3 separate regions of the Mus musculus genome follow, and regions 2 and 3 are each linked to region 1. Evidence: chromatin contacts called from public Hi-C data. All regions are on one chromosome and are shown on one strand. The core of a region is the stretch at or near the end of the contact, and the rest is flanking DNA. Distances in the headings are between cores, read along the strand shown. Region 1 has its middle 24 kb from the start of Gm45999. Region 2 overlaps Sox6 (SRY (sex determining region Y)-box 6). Region 3 overlaps Sox6 (SRY (sex determining region Y)-box 6).

The links. A called contact is a pair of places that touch in the nucleus more often than the background predicts.
Region 2: a contact with region 1 is called in a Hi-C map of the N1E-115 cell line, with 4 times the contacts expected there. The contact joins two enhancer-like sites. A contact is called at or near these places in 2 of 484 Hi-C or Micro-C datasets (the N1E-115 cell line and nephron progenitors) and 1 of 115 datasets of contacts at active chromatin or transcription factors (stem cell-derived neural progenitor cells).
Region 3: a Hi-C map of the N1E-115 cell line shows a contact between it and region 1, with 6 times the contacts expected there. The contact joins two enhancer-like sites. A contact is called at or near these places in 1 of 15 datasets of contacts at CTCF or cohesin (pro-B cells), 2 of 484 Hi-C or Micro-C datasets (the N1E-115 cell line and Sertoli cells) and 2 of 115 datasets of contacts at active chromatin or transcription factors (astrocytes and stem cell-derived neural progenitor cells).

What each region holds. Positions count from the first base shown.
Region 1 is chr7:115,372,929-115,376,021 of GRCm38.p6, reverse strand. No RefSeq gene overlaps it. Among named protein-coding and RNA genes, the nearest start is that of Gm45999, 24 kb to the left of the region's middle. Within about 2 kb of position 1,746, at least 15 of the 459 cell types and tissues checked have an H3K27ac peak or open chromatin away from gene starts, as enhancers often do. A contact at or near this core is called in the N1E-115 cell line, where this site is marked.
Region 2 is chr7:115,665,631-115,668,669 of GRCm38.p6, reverse strand. All of the region lies in intron 5 of Sox6 (SRY (sex determining region Y)-box 6), which reads left to right. Among named protein-coding and RNA genes, the nearest start is that of Gm51455, 170 kb to the right of the region's middle. Within about 2 kb of position 1,404, at least 56 of the 459 cell types and tissues checked have an H3K27ac peak or open chromatin away from gene starts, as enhancers often do. A contact at or near this core is called in the N1E-115 cell line, where this site is marked.
Region 3 is chr7:115,864,530-115,867,649 of GRCm38.p6, reverse strand. The region is part of intron 2 of Sox6 (SRY (sex determining region Y)-box 6); the gene reads left to right. Among named protein-coding and RNA genes, the nearest start is that of Sox6os, 170 kb to the left of the region's middle. Within about 2 kb of position 1,484, at least 65 of the 459 cell types and tissues checked have an H3K27ac peak or open chromatin away from gene starts, as enhancers often do. A contact at or near this core is called in the N1E-115 cell line, where this site is marked.

The sequences.
Region 1 (3,093 bases), core at 497-2,996:
GGACATCAGGAGAATACACTGTGACTTCCTAGAAACTCATGCTGTACAGACCATAAGCCACCATCCTTTCAGAAATGGGGACACTACTGGCCAGGAGTAGCTGCACAGCAGACAGGCAGGAAGACATTCTCAGCATATCAGGTCCCAAAGCCTGTGATTTCACAACTTCCTAGAGTGGCAGAGGAAGCTGGGCCCTCCGTGACAGTTGAGCCCAATTTCCTCAGTGTGCAAGTAGGGAAACTGAGGCTCTGAAAGCACATGTCCTCACTCCGAATTACAATGAGCAGCAAAGAGAACCAGGCTTAGAAGCCATGACTGTCGATCCTGATGATTCTAATATACCTAAAAGACTTGAGTGAGCATCAGAGCCTTTGGATTCATTCATTCATCTGCTCACTCATCCAACCCAGATTCCTCATTGGAAATGAAGACTCTTCCCAAGACTCACACACCATCTCCCCAATTGCTGTCTTATCTAAAACAGACAGCCTGTTTCTCAATACGTATTTAGACTGCTTTGCCCTGACATCACATCTTTATTCTATAATATATTTAGTTCTCTGTCATCTCAACTAGAATTAAGACTCACAGAGGCAAAGGCTTGAGTTTTCTTTTTCCTTTCTTTTTTTTTTTTCACTTCTTTTATTGGATATTTCCTTTATTTACATTATTTACATTTCAAATGTTATTTCCTTTCCCAGTTTTCCCTCTGGAAACCTCCTCCCCCACCCCTCCCCCTTCTTCTATGAGGATGCTCCACTACCTCCCCACCCACTCCCACCTCCCCCCACCTGGCACTCCCCTACACTGGGGCATTGAGCCTTCTTCACAGGACCAAGGACCTCTCCTCCCATTGATGTCCGACAAGGCCATCCTCTGCTACATATGCAGCTGGAGTCATGGTTTGCTCCATGAGTAGTGTACTCTTTGGTTGGTAGTTTAGTCCCTGGGGTATCTGGTTGGTTGATATTATTGCTCTTCCTATGGGGTTGCAAACCCCTTCAGCTCCCTCAGTCTTTTCTCTAACTCCTCCATTGGGGACCCTGTGCTCAGTCCAATGGTTGGCTGCAAGCATCCGTCTCTGTATTTTTCAGGCACTAGCAGAGCCTCTCAGGAGACAGCTATATCAGGCTCCTGTCAGCAAGCACTTCTTGGCATCCACAATAGTGTCTGGGTTTGGTGACTGTATACGGGATAGATCCCCAGATGGGGCAGTCAAGAAGTATCCTTAGTGTCTGAAACAATGATCACAAAAATATGCATTCTATAGAACTTGTTGAATGAATGAATGGATGGATGGATGGATGGATGAGTTAGTGAGGATCTGCCAAGGGGAGATCCAATCTTTTGAAGAATGACATGCCTTAGTGGCTGTGGCAGATTCTAGAACAGCAGAAGGGAACATGTACACTGGGTAGATGATCGGCTGTGTGTGCTGCTGTGTCATGGCAGCACGTGATAACAACAGTCACTGGGAACTTTGAGGAAAGTTTAGATACCCCTCTGTTTTGTTTCCATGAAGTAGCCAGCAAGACAGTCTGCTAGGGTCCAAAGAGTCTCCTTTCCAGACCCCTCTTAGGGAGCGAAGCCAAGGAATGAATTGAGACTTCCTGGGGCAGCAGGAACTTGGGGCTGAGCTCCATTTGTTATCTCCGCCAATGACAGGCTGCTCTCCAGTGATGTCATCTGAGCCTCTGCAGACCTTTCTGCCAGGAGCCCACTAACTGGAAATGACATCAGCCCCCAGCAAAGTGACTTGTGCTCTCAGCAGACACGTCCCGCTGATCCCTGTCTGGGGCTCATCTCCCCGCCTACCTGGAAGGCTTCTGCCTGGCACTTTGGCAAACAAAGAGGCATTTGAGAGGGAATTAAACTGACTTTAACAGATAGCCCCAAAGTGTTTCCCAACACATTGATGCTCACATTGAATTATAGGTGCTAATAAAGCTGTCACAGCCTTGGCATAGGAGCCAAACCCAAGCTGAAAGGTCCCTGGGAAATGATGAGAATTCCGCAGGGCCTGCAAAGTCACTACTTGGCCCAGCAGGAGATTCAAATACGCAGTACCAGGCCAGGAAAGAGCTGAAGTCACCCATCCAGCCCCACTCCCTGCTGACTGCCCCCACGGTTCTTATGGCCCTCCAGCAGGAGGCAGCTTTGCTCAGGTTCTCTCCCATTGGCAGGAAACTGTCTCTCCAGATACAATAACTGCATTTTCATTGACCAAGCCTGGTACTCTTCAACTCCTCTCTGGTTTTCATCGTTACCTCATTCTGGTAGGTAAGGGTCCTTTGGTCACCCTCCCTCATGGCCACAGCCACAGTCTTGTCAGCAGTGGCTGATATCCACTATTTATCTGAAACATGGGGCTGGATTCTTAAACACGTGAGTGACAGGTGTTTAAGTCAATCTGGTTTAAGTATGAAATCAATGAGAATATTTCTCCCCTAGGTCAAGTGCCGAGGAGACACACATATTTACAAAATCAATCATTGGCCTCTACACTGAAGAGTGAAGGCAACCAACATCCAGGATGTGTCACCTGAAGGTGCAGCTGGAGCAAGGACTCCATATGAGGCTGAGAATTTGTCTCCTTTTATCTCCCAGAGTGACATTTGTTTGTGGTGCCTCCTTCTCAGGGTAATTCAGTCCCACTCGCATGAATAGCCCTTGACCCCAGCAGCCCAGCAAGGCCAGTAGAAAGAGTTTCTCTTCTGTAGCCTTTCAGAGAAAGCTTATTTGTGAGGCTTCTTGGGTCACCTCGAAGCATACATCTTGCCCTCAATCAGTCACCCGGACACAGGAGTGAAGCCCTCTCATTGGCTGAGCTGGAGACTATGTGTTTCTCCTATGGCTAGATGGGGGTAGGATTCATCTCATTCAAGCCAGGTTAACTAAGAGTCTGGCAGCAGGGACTCCTCAGCTGGTGTGAACATTGCTACCTGCTGTGTTTTGGATATAAACTTCTTTGATGGTAGACAGTGTGGAGCCTTAGGAAGTAGATGGAGCCCTGCTTGAGGGAGTGGGTCACCAGGAGGGCCTGGAGGGTTCATTGTCCAGTCCTACTTCCTGTCTGCTCTCTGTCTCCTGACT
Region 2 (3,039 bases), core at 155-2,654, 290 kb before region 1:
TTGGAACTCCACTCCAGCGGCTCTGCCTGCTCTCTCTCCATCACACCAGGAGCAGGCATTTGTAGCTGCAGAGTCTTGTAGTTTCACTGTGACCTTCTATCAAGTCTGTTAAAGTAACTGGCACAGGATCTAATGAAAAAGGCTGGTTAGCTGTTGTTTCATGTTGTAGCCCCTCAGACTTGCGTTAGATGCGGCCGCTTGCCCTTGGCTTTATTTGACTTGGTAAATATTACTTTAACAACATAATCCCTCATTTCATTAGAAAGGAAAAACATACAGGGAAATGCACAGAATTTAATTTAGTGCTCGCTCTCTCTCTCCTCTCCCCCTCTCTTCTTTCTCTCTCCTGTGTCTGTCTTTTTCTATCACCCACCCCCTTGGCCTTTCAGCTACCTTTTCTCTCTCCTTCCCTCTGACCTCCCTCCCTGTTCTCTTTAAGTGTCTCCTTCTGTCTCCCACTTGACTGCTGTGCACATTTCTTATTTTCTTCTAAAAATGTAGCCCTCAGGAGAGTAGTGTTCAACTTTGCAACTAAGTGCTGAGGGGGTTATCTACAAAGATTCCTGTGCTCTACAAGTCATGGGTGTGGAGCTATTTGAAAAGAACTGAGGCCAGTCCACACGCAAAGTGCCCAACCCTGCTGTGCATGGCTCTGCCCCGGAGCCTGCCTTTGCCTCCTAGTGCCCAGCTCTCTTTCTAGTGCCACCAATTGTAATCATATGGATTTGTAGGGGCAAAATTAGCTGGCAGATTATGGTGCTAACTTTTATGAACTGATGTGGGGGAAAGAACTTTAAATTAACCTTAAATATGACTTTTGATTTCTATTTTAAGCCAAAAAAATAAATTAACTGTTCCACATAGATTCTTATATATTTTGTATTTTTCCCTTTGGTGTTGAGTCTGAAGAGAGGTTTGTAAAAGTTAAAAAAGAAATTATCAATAGGTTAGAGGGGTGATTCTGAACTGTTATAATAAAAGATGGTATTTGAAAACTTTTGATGAGGGAAATTGCCACCATATTTACATTTAAAAAAGTGTTTCCTTATTTACACACTATTGACTTCCTATTGAGGCTCAAAATTTTAACTACAACTGGTAAAGAATTCAGTGGATCAAATTCAGTAAATCTGAAGTCACTGGAATAAAGGCCCCTCAGGGGGGGAAAAAAAACGTGTCAATTTTAAAGGTCTTTCCTAACTGAAGACCATTTTGTGATAGAGCCAAAGGTTAATAAAATCAGTAGTGAATGTAGCAATTTTACAGATAAGCTATTCACAACAAGTGTAGTTACTTGAATAAAAAGCTAATTCAGTTCTAAAATGCCACATGCAGTAGCAGTGAATAGCTGCTTTTAGGTGCTTTCCAGAGGAGGGTAAAGTACAGAATCGCAGCACTCTTCTCTCGCCGCGTCCCCGGCCGCCTGTAAATCGCTGTGAATGGGGCTGTGGGCTGACAGGCTCTATTAAGACAAACTGCCTTTCTCATCGGAGAGATAAAATAAATCAGGTGTTTAGTCAAATTAAAATACTTCAGCTGGAGCAGGCCCCGGGGAGCACTGATCCACCTTACTAATCCGAGAGAAACTCAAGACAGATGTGGTTTGGGGATAAAGATGACCCCATGGAAGAAAAAAGGAAAGAAAGAAAAAAGAAAGGAAAAGCCGAGCTGCAGCTGGCAGCTCGGTCTCTGCAGTTGGAGGATAGATACAGTGTTGCAGTTGGAGGATAGATACAGCTTACCGTGGAGGAGCAAGCGTCAGGCACACACACCCTGTGTGTGCCACACAGGAAAGGCAGGCGCACTGACTTGGAGAAAAGCTGTGTACTGAAGCTTTTTACTGGCTCCCTTTCTGTGGTTTATGAAGCTACCTCTGGCTTTCAGTGGAAGGCAGAAGAGGCTATTTTCTGGCAGTGCGTCTGAGAGAGTCATTTTAAGATAGTCTAAAGATGTCAAACAGATGACGCTAGGCAACCGATGACCTCTGCTGGCCCGCTGAGATGGGGCTTATCCCAGGTTCCTATCTTATTTATTTACTTATTTATTTACTCTAAGTTGATTTGGTCAAATCTCAAAACATGACTTAGGGTAAGATTTCCCCCACATATTCTTAAGTTAGTTGAAGAAGCATCTTATAACCCCCTGCTTCTCTAACACTCCCTGGTTGTACTTAGGAGTCCTGTATGCCCCTTTGGCTGCCTCTTCTTTCAGCCATCTTGAGCATTCTAGTTTCTCCGTAATAGTGGAATCTCGCGGTTCAACGAAACATGTCTGAGAATGAAGTAATCTGGGTTCTCAGGTTGTTTGGATCACTGACTCACACTTGATACTATTTTTATTACAGCAGGGTAGATAAATACTTCATCAATTTAAACAGAAAAATCTATTAGTATATGTTCAAATATTGATATTTAAATTCATTGTGCCAAATGTATACAATGGGTATGGAACAGAAAAGTCACCTCCCCAACCTATGCATTTAGAGAACATACATGATTGTATTGTTTGAATGTACTACTCACTGATCTGAACCCAAGAGATGGCTACACATAGGATTTCTCATTCTAAAGGAATTTTACATGTCACCCAGCGCCACTTATTGTGACTCATAGCTGTACAAACTGTTAATTATCTATGTCATCCAGCTATCACGTACTGCCCATCATTTAGATCTATTTAACTATCATTTATCATCTAGCTACCTATCACCTACAATCTATATCTGACTAGCTATGTATCATTTATTATGTACCATCTGTCTACATATATGCCTATCAATCACCTATCAATTATCTATCATCCATCTATCTATATTATACCTTTTCTATTACATCAATCGACTATAAATTATCTATCACCTATCATTGGATCAATTGATATATGGATAAACTTTACTTAAGTTTAAGGGAAAAAAATTGACTTTTTTTAGTGACAATGTTATATGAGTACCTAAAACCTTAACTTACAAATACTACTGTTACCTTGTTTTATTTTCCTTAAAAACATGGCTAAGTCCAATGGAAGAGTTTTAAAATCACT
Region 3 (3,120 bases), core at 235-2,734, 490 kb before region 1:
CACCTGCCAAATTTGGAAAGTTTATTTTAGGTGAAATGTACAGTGAGACTTGGTTGTGGGGTGTGTGTGTGTGTGTGTGTGTGTGTGTGTGTGTGTATGTGTGTGTTTAAAGTATCTTGCACCTTTCAGTTTAGTTTTTCTTTTATTTGGAACTATTTTTCTTATGATAATATATTAAGGATTTGGGTGCTTAATTTAATGTTAACTCTAAAAGGCACACCGAATAAATACTTACAAGAGAATCTTACTACACGGATACCTAGAAACTCTCCCTGGCCCTGCAGTTGCAGAATTCCCGTGGCGAGGGCATTCTCCACATGCCCACCATTATCTGATGTAATGAAAAGAGAAAGTGTGCAGCAGCGAGATTGTTAATTAATTTAGCCTAACAAGATGAAGACGAATGAAGCAGAGCACAGGATGAATGAAGGAAGAGGTCTTATTTACAATGTAATACATTTTTATATAATACAGATTTTACTTGGTTTAAAAATAGATCCCCCCAATACTATGAACAAAATCAATCCCCACCCCACCATTCCACATGGAGCTCCTGGCCTGACCTCACAGAAAGCAAGCCAGGGCTCCATATGGAAGACACTTCTCCAATGTGTAAACAGGGCTTTTCTTCTGCTAAGAATCCTACAGTAGTTAACCTTTAACTCCAGGGTTTTATTATTCCTGCTGCAGACAGAGGTGAGCACAAGCACAGAGACCTGGAAGCTTTTAGGTCTCTTGTCCTCCAGGTTGCCCCAGACATGCCGTCTCTGTTGTTTAATAATCATTTTATTTTAATTGTCTTTCACTAAAGGCAGGAATCTCAAGGGCTGGGGGGTGGGGTGGGCAGGGAGGAAAAGCTGTGTGCTTCTTACTTGCAGTTACACAGGGTTCTTAGACTCGCATTATTTTAAAGTCCCCCCTTCAGAGAGTAATGAGCTTTCTCCGGGATCTGACCTTTCGTCATTCCTGCTTTCTGCTCAGAAGTACTTCCTTCCTTCCTACTGTAGCTAGAAAAGACAGTCTCTTATCTCGAGTTACTGTAGGCAGTGGTGACAGGACTCCACAAATGGTGGTATTATGATCACTGTGTTTTTATCTCAGGGGTCAGGAACAAATGCATGCAACTGCTTCTAAGGATTTCAATAAATAGGACTTTTTTTTTTTTAGTCCAGACAATCGCCTTTTATGTTACTTTTAAACAAAGCTACTAGTCCATCAAGAGTTTGAAAAGAAAACAATTCCACAGAGTGCCGGTATGGCCACAGACCAATCATCATGGCACCCATTCTCAAGTCCTTTATTTTTCAAGTCCACAACAATAGGTTGTTGATTCAATGGACAAGACCAGAACAATTAAGTTCTCTGTTTAGCAGCAGTGCAGCATTTTAATGCCCTTCTCTAATAATGCTCTCATTATTGTTATTCTAAGACTGGGCCTCAGGAGGAGGAATATTTGCTGGAGGTACGTCATTATTTTGCAAATTTCGATTAGCTCATCATGTTGTCTGTAGTGTGAAAATCGTAGCTAATTAGGGCAGCCAGTTAGACGACCAGCTTTTGAGCTTATGAGTTAAAAGGTAGCATACTTGATAGGCCAGCGATGTGAAAAAGGTGGTAAAAAGGAGGATTAGAGCAGTTGCCTTAGTAACTCCAACTTCCATCTGGGAGGGAACAATGGACTTGTGTTTCTCCCCCACCTTGGTGTAAAAATTGGTTTTGTTTTGAAAGGACAGGGTTCTTTTTATGACAATCTGGAATTCAGCCCAACTGAGTGCAGTTTTAGTTGTTAGGAGAGACCATTGGGATAGGAAAGATGAAAAGGTCATGGTGAGCCTCAAGGACATGAAAGGTCGTTGTCTGGGGAAACAATGGTAGATTGTGTTCTTTTTTCTCCCTCTCTCTAATATTTCAAGCCAGCCAGCCCCTAAGTCAGGTGATGGGACAAATACCTACAGTTTAGTCAGGTGAAACAGGAGGAGGGGAGGATTTGGGGGAGAGAATTTGTACTATGCCAAAGAAAGAAAGGAAGAAAGAAGGAAAGAGAAAAAGAAAGAAAGAAAGAAAGAAAGAAAGGAAGAAAGAAAGAAGAAAAGAAAAGAAAGAAAAGAAAAGAGAAGGGAAAGGGCTGTCCCCAACCTGCTTCAGTTGAGAGAGTAGTATTTCTTTGTCACCGTCCTGAGATCCCAGTGTGCTCTGGATGGGTTGCCTCTGGGCCAGCACATCTCTGGGAACCTCTCCAGCGTGTGGAGCTTGATTTAAGCTTTCTCTTCGAGCTCCCGGAGGACCAGTGATGTGATACTTAACAATAAATTTAGTTGTTGTCGCTTTCTTGCATTATTGGTACCCTTAAAAGGTTTTCCTTAAAATGCACACAGAATAAAATGAATGATAAATATGAAAGAAATTTGTCTCCGCACTCCACAGGGTTTTACCATAAATTCTATGACTTCCATCACAGAAAGTTTACAGGAAACTGTTTAGATGTTGCTGCAATAGCAGTTCAATTTTTTTATGTACGTAAGAAAATGCCACAATTTTAGGATCTACTAGGGCTTTGTATATGGGGATGGTGATAGAAAAAGACTGAATACAGCACCATTTCTTTAAAATCCTCAAAGCCAAATCACCCTTCCCAGGGTCACAATACTTGTAGTTCAGTGAAATGAATGACTTCTCTTTTCCTTCTATATTAGTCTCTCTCTCTCTCTCTCTCTCTCTCTCTCTCTCTCTCTCTCTCTCTCTCCCTCTCCCTCTCCCTCTCCCTCTCCCTCTCCCTCCCCCTCTCCCTCCCCCTCTCCCTCTCCCTCTCTCTGTGTAGAGAGCTAAAAAGAATAAAGAAAGGAGTGTTGCATTTTATAAACAAAAAAGACTGTTTTTGATGATCTCAGACACCTTTATTTTTCTTCTCTGTTGTCTCATCGTGATTCTCTGGTTGAAGCTGAACTTGGTCCAGGGAGTTGGAGGTTTGAGACTCTCCCTTAATCCCAGGTCTCCCATTGCCCAGCCAACCATCCTCCTTGTGCTAACCTTTGTTCTTTGGAGGAGCTGTATTCCTTTTGTTTGTTGAGCTGATATAGCTGAGTCATGAAACTCCAGAGTTGCAAGACTTTTGCCACTAGC